2 separate regions of the Mus musculus genome follow, and region 1 is linked to region 2. A link is a contact called in public promoter capture Hi-C data. All regions are on one chromosome and are shown on one strand. The core of a region is the stretch at or near the end of the contact, and the rest is flanking DNA. Distances in the headings are between cores, read along the strand shown. Region 1 overlaps Rrp1 (ribosomal RNA processing 1 homolog (S. cerevisiae)). Region 2 has its middle 11 kb from the start of Gm47922.

Evidence for each region. Promoter capture Hi-C pulls out the DNA fragments that hold promoters and counts their contacts.
Region 1: a promoter capture Hi-C map of embryonic stem cells shows a contact between it and region 2, with 2.5 times the contacts expected there. The contact joins two enhancer-like sites. A contact is called at or near these places in 2 of 39 promoter capture datasets (embryonic stem cells and pre-B cells) and 5 of 115 datasets of contacts at active chromatin or transcription factors (embryonic stem cells, fetal liver, large pre-B cells and 2 more).

What each region holds. Positions count from the first base shown.
Region 1 is chr10:78,398,009-78,400,938 of GRCm38.p6, forward strand. It overlaps Rrp1 (ribosomal RNA processing 1 homolog (S. cerevisiae)), which reads right to left. Exons shown (of 13, transcript NM_010925.2): 13 at 2,354-2,930. The coding sequence ends at 2,786. Among named protein-coding and RNA genes, the nearest start is that of Mir6907, 9.1 kb to the right of the region's middle. Within about 2 kb of position 1,588, at least 85 of the 459 cell types and tissues checked have an H3K27ac peak or open chromatin away from gene starts, as enhancers often do. A contact at or near this core is called in pro-B cells, where this site is marked.
Region 2 is chr10:78,148,030-78,150,832 of GRCm38.p6, forward strand. No RefSeq gene overlaps it. Among named protein-coding and RNA genes, the nearest start is that of Gm47922, 11 kb to the left of the region's middle. Within about 2 kb of position 1,527, at least 95 of the 459 cell types and tissues checked have an H3K27ac peak or open chromatin away from gene starts, as enhancers often do. A contact at or near this core is called in pro-B cells, where this site is marked.

The sequences.
Region 1 (2,930 bases), core at 338-2,837, 250 kb after region 2:
GAGGTCTGGGTCCAGCAGAAGCATCCTCTCTGGGCACAGACTCACATGAGGGTCAGAGCCCACATCAAAACCAGTGGGGCAGTTAAGAAAGCGTAGAAATAGATGAGCTTGACATTTAATTCAATAGGCTCTTAATAAAGCAGGCAATCCCCCCCCCCCGCGTGGTGTGAGTGTGTGGGGCTGTTCTTGTCTTCTTGTTTGATCCCCTGGTGATCTTAAGAGAAAACCTTCAGGGCCCCAGGATAGCCTTCAGAGCTGATCCAAGCCATAATATCCCCAGCTTGGGTTTTTGCTTGCTCTGTGGCCTTCAGACATCATCCCTATTGCAATGAAAGGTGTGTGTGTGTGTGTGTGTGTGTGTGTGTGTTGTTTTGTTCGACTAGCCTCGAACTCGAGAGTCTCCTGCCTCTGCCTCTTGAGTGCCGGAGTTAAAAGTATGTACCACCACCGCCAGGTTGGAAAAATATTAAAAATAAATTACATTCAGTCCACCTCTCTGTAACTACTACAGGCTCTCAACTTGGGGACTCAAATACCTGTAGATGCAAACTGTCCAAAAGCAACAGTTTCACATTGAGTATGGTCTGCACTGAACTTGCATGTGCCTCCCCTCACCCCTTATTTCCTTTAACAAAGCATGGCAGCCATTGGTGTAGACTTTTGCCTTGTACCAAGAGTGAACATGAAGTACATAGGAAGTTCTATGGGGTTCTGTGAAGATAGTTTGGAGATTTTAGTGTTAGTTAGGGATTTTAGTGTTGGTGATGCTCAGTGTTTGTGGGGGTCCTGAAACCCACCTCCCCATCAGTACCAAGAAATTCCTTTTCTCCTGTGTGTTCATGTGTGTGTGTGTTCATGTGTGTTTGTGTTCATGTGTGTATGTGTCTGTTCATGTGTGTATGGGCTTGGGGAGGGGCCTGTTTTCTGATGGAGGTCACACAGTCAAAGAGGCAGAGCCTCTCCTGGTCCATCACCTCCTTAGATCAACTGGACTGCCCAGAAAAGAACAAGGTAGCCAGGTGAGCATCCGCATGAACTGCCACACCCAACAGGACAGGGCATGGCAAGTTCCCACACTGTGAACAGGGGGTACTGCTGGGTCGCCTGGTTCACCCCCATAGTCTGGGGCTGTATGTCGGAGGCCAAGCCGCGGACTGACAGGCGAGGGTTCACACTGGGAGCAGGGGCTGTCATTCGGAAGACCCGCAACAGGTGAGTTGCAGAAAAGCCTGGTGGTTCTTCAAACAGCTGCCCAGGCAGCTGCACTCCTGGGTGTCTCCCCCCCACCCCCCGAGAGCAGTAAAGAGGCCTGAGCCCTGAGAACAGCTCAGTGACATGCAAAGACCATGCATCACTGCACAATCCCAAGTGCGCCTGTGCAGAGCAGCCCCACCCCCACCCCCCACCGACATGACGCAGATCAGAGGCTGCCGACCCAGGGAGCAGGCTCACCAGGCGTAACAGATGTGTAACTGCTGGCGGCTGCCCAGTTCTGAGAATATCCTGTTATCTCACGAATGAGACAGTGGGTATGTGCCTTGTGACTGCTCTCAAAGCTGTGAACACGGGATTGAAGATGGCCACTTTCGCACAGATAATGTTATCCTCTGGGGTGCATGGCACTGCCTGATCTCCATCAGTCAAGATCCACAGTCAATGTTGAGGGACTTGGTGATTCTTGTCTGGAGTCAAGCAGTTACTAAAGAGACTGCAGACATAGAAGTGCTTCACATGGTGGTGCTGGCTGCAGGTCTCCCCCAGGGGAAACAGGCGTAGAACCCAGGGCCTCACTCAATTAGAACCAGGGTGTCACACCCAGTGACTGTCCTAAGCAGCTCTCTCAGAATGGTGACCCACACCACCCAATGCTGTCTCCTGTGCACTCTGGGATGTGCTTAGGCTACCACAGCGTCCAGGGGCAGAGACTGCTTAGGCACTGTCTTTCCTCCCATGACCTGGCCTCCTGCAGCCCTGGATGCCCCAGTAGTGACCCCAAGGAAGGGACAAGCCCATAGCAGCAGGGCTTGAGTCTGCTCTATTCAGAATAAGAGCCCAGTCAGGTCATGCTCAGGCTGCCAGCTGGGGTCTCTATAAATGCTGTGTACAGTGTCCCAAAGAGAGGTGGTGACAACAGCCAGGCTCTCCTGCCATGGCCCTGTCACTTCAGTCTCAGGAACCTCCTGAAAACCCTCAACAATGCAAGTCTGAGATAGGAGCACAGAGCATGAACCCACGGGCAGGCTCTATTGCAAGGGTTCTCAGATGCACATAAACTCAAAAGTAAGATGAAAATACACACCTCACCCAGGAAGTGACATCTGCTATACCCCTACACACACACACACACACACATCCAAAAATGGGAGAAGCAGCCATGTGCTGTAAGGACCCGCAGTTTATTTGTGGGCAGCCAAGGGTGGAGGGGACAGTGACCACACAGTTACTTGGTTTTGTTTTCCTGACTATGGTGGAGGGAAGCTGAGACAGGGATTTACTCTGCAACCCAGGCTGGACTCAGTCTCCAGATCTTCTGGCCTCTCTGGCTAGGATCAGGCACAGCCATAGCATATGTACAAGTGAAATGTTGAGTGTTTTTCTGAGATGCAGGTCATGGCTCTGAGGCAGGATCATGCTTAAAGGCTGGGACTAAACCAAGAGTTTCTTCCGTCCTCCTCCTGCTCCTCCCCTATAGGACGGACGCTCAGAACCTCGGCATTCAGAGGCTGCAGGAGCATGCCCAGGTATCCTGCCCCATTCCACCATGTGCCAGCCTGGGCTGTGCACCTCACTCTGCACTCTGTGATGACTGTATCCTCTTCTTGGGTTGCTGGGCCCCAGCCCCCTTTGCCCTAGCCCCGGGCTTCCTCCTCTTCCCAGGAGGACCCCCTTGGCCAGCCTTCTCATCCGTTTTCCTGTTCCTCTTCCTCTTC
Region 2 (2,803 bases), core at 277-2,776:
CTCATGTGTCTCTGGAATAGACATTCCTTCCTAATATGGAGATCTGGTCCATGTGCTCTGCTCACTCGCTGTTCTCTCTCTCTCTCTCTCTCTCTCTCTCTCTCTCTCTGGTGACTCATTTGATAAAGAACTAGTCTTTCACTCTTGTCCCCAATAAAAACAGCCTCTGGCTGGGAATCCCTTGAAAAGATCAACTTCCTCTCCAGATAGGGTGGTGACTGTGGCTGTCTCCCTGTCACCTGCTCTGTGGTCAGGTAGCACCTGTCCTGTTTTAGTCCTCCCTAGGAACTTCTTGATCAGGTGAGGGATCGGGAACAAGGGAAGGCTCCTGAAAGTACAGGGTTTGGCCCCGCACACCACTATCTAGTGCCCCAGCAAAGCTACATCTGCTGGCCTTCCCAAAGGTGTGCACCCTGCTACCCCAATGCAAAGGCTACTGGGAGAGCGACTTCCGGTCTCAGGAGCACTTTGTTTTCCTGTCCATGATCTATCACCAATGACCCTGTCACCAGCATCCAGCAGGCAACACTGAGGCCTCCAGGACTTCCTGTGGTAGGTCTCACTGTCTCCAGATCTGTGGGTGGGATGAAGATGGGGTGCCTGCTTCCCTTGCTAACTTGCCTCCCCTTCTAGCTTACCTCAGATCCCCTAAGGGATCAGTCCTGGACAATCTAACTCGCCCCCTCCTTTCTACTTCCTTGTGCATGGCCTATTTTTCCTTTGTAATCCTATCATGTGCACCAGGAACCCCTCACCTCTACTGACTTCTGAAGGGTCACCCTGCCTGGGACTGAGGCTCATATGAGAGAATCCCATGGCCACCTGGGAACGTGTCAGTGGTGGCTCAGGGCATGGTGTCCTTAGGAAGTACCAAGCTTTCCTGAATATACCCATATCTCTAGCTTCCTATTTGCCTCATGTGAATATCTCAGAAGAGCAAACCGGAGCAGGCAAGCCACACCCAATGTGTATAGAGCTGGGCAGGAGGCCTGGGCACCCTGCTTAGTAGGGGTGCAATAAATGCTATGGTCCCACTGTGTGCTCTTTTACTACAGTAGCACAGCAAATTAACTCAGAGCCTTAATGCAGACAAATCCAGTTTCTCATGTCATTTTCGGTTCAAACAGGTTCCATGGTATCTCCCAGGTACTGTCTGGAATCCTGGGGCACTCACAGAGGCCAGGACATAGACTTTCTGTGACAGACCTCTGGAACTTCCTGTTTGGGGCCATGTCAGAAACACCAAAAGATGCTTAATGTGAAATATTTTAGAACTTCTGCTATTCGGCTCAAACCAGGAAGTTCAGGGATGCATGACACAAGACAGAAAATTCTAAAAGAACTTTTTTTTTTTTTTTTTAAAGCACCAAAAAAGATGCCATGGTTTGAAGGCAACTCCACAAATTCCTTTCTTGGTCAGGGAAGTTAGCAGAGCCTGGAGCTCAGGGCACACATGAGTGCACAGGTCTTAAGGAAGCCGAGAGCAGAGTTTAAAATCGAGGGAGCCAATGACGTGCTGGGGGATGCTTTCCCTTCAGGAAATGCTGGCCCTGCCACAGAGCTAGGGCTTGGCCCGAGTCAGCTGTGGAGTGCTGTTATGCCATCTGGTGAATCTCAGCAATAGATCTATACAACCTAGGGGCTCCGGTGGCTCCTGAGAAACTAAAATTAAGAACACAACCCAGCACCAAGGGCGTTCTTAGCAGCACCTGTCCTGTGAAATATCCATTGTCCTGCCCACAGATGCCAGGAATAAAGGGTACCAGGCAGCAGAGGGGACCTAGCAGTTGGGACCCAGCAGATGGGACAATCCAGGTACTGGCCATAGATATAGATGGGGACCCTGCTGAGGTCTCTCCTGTGAACCATTATGTCTTTGATGTGCACCCCCCTCATGCCTCAGCTTACCCCCGTGAATGGGCTCATCTGTGCCCTCACAGAATTCCTGTTAGAGGCTTCATGTCAAACCCTGTGAATGGGACCTTCTCTAAATATGGCTAAAGTTATTTAGCCAGGCTCTGGTGGCACACGCCTTTCATCCCAGCACTCAGGAGGCAGAGGCAGATGGATCACGGAGTTGGAGGCCAGCCTGGTCTACAGAGCAAGTTTCAGGACAGCCAGGGCTGCACAGAGAAACCCCACCTTGAAGAAAACAAAATATAAAATGGTGGTGGTAGTGGTAATAAAATTAGATTATTAGGGTCTTCTAAGAGGGGAAATGTGGATATGGAGGAGGCCTAAGGAAGTGGAGGCCATGAGGAGAGAGAGATGGAGGAGGAGGAGCTGGGGGTGAGGTGGAGTTGGGGATGAGGAGGAGCTGGGGGTGAGGAGGAGCTGGGGTGAGGAGGAGCTGGGGGTGAGGAGGAGCTGGGGGTGAGGAGGAGCTGGGGATGAGGAGGAGCTGGGGTGAGGAGGAGCTGGGGGTGAGGAGGAGCTGGGGATGAGGAGGAGCTGGGGTGAGGAGGAGCTGGGGGTGAGGAGGAGCTGGGGGTGAGGAGGAGCTGGGGGTGAGGAGGAGCTGGGGGTGAGGAGGAGCTGGGGGTGAGGAGGAGCTGGGGGTGAGGAGGAGCTGGGGGTGAGGAGGAGCTGGGGATGAGGAGGAGCTGGGGGTGAGGAGGAGCTGGGGATGAGGAGGAGCTGGGGGTGAGGAGGAGCTGGAGAAGATGAAGGAACAGAGATATGGCAAGAGAGATGTCATGAAGCAGAGGTCCTAAGAAAATGGAGGCCACATGGAGATTTAGATCATCAGAGAAAGATTATGAGAAAGACCATGAGGAGACAGGCCATAAGATAGAGGCCCTGA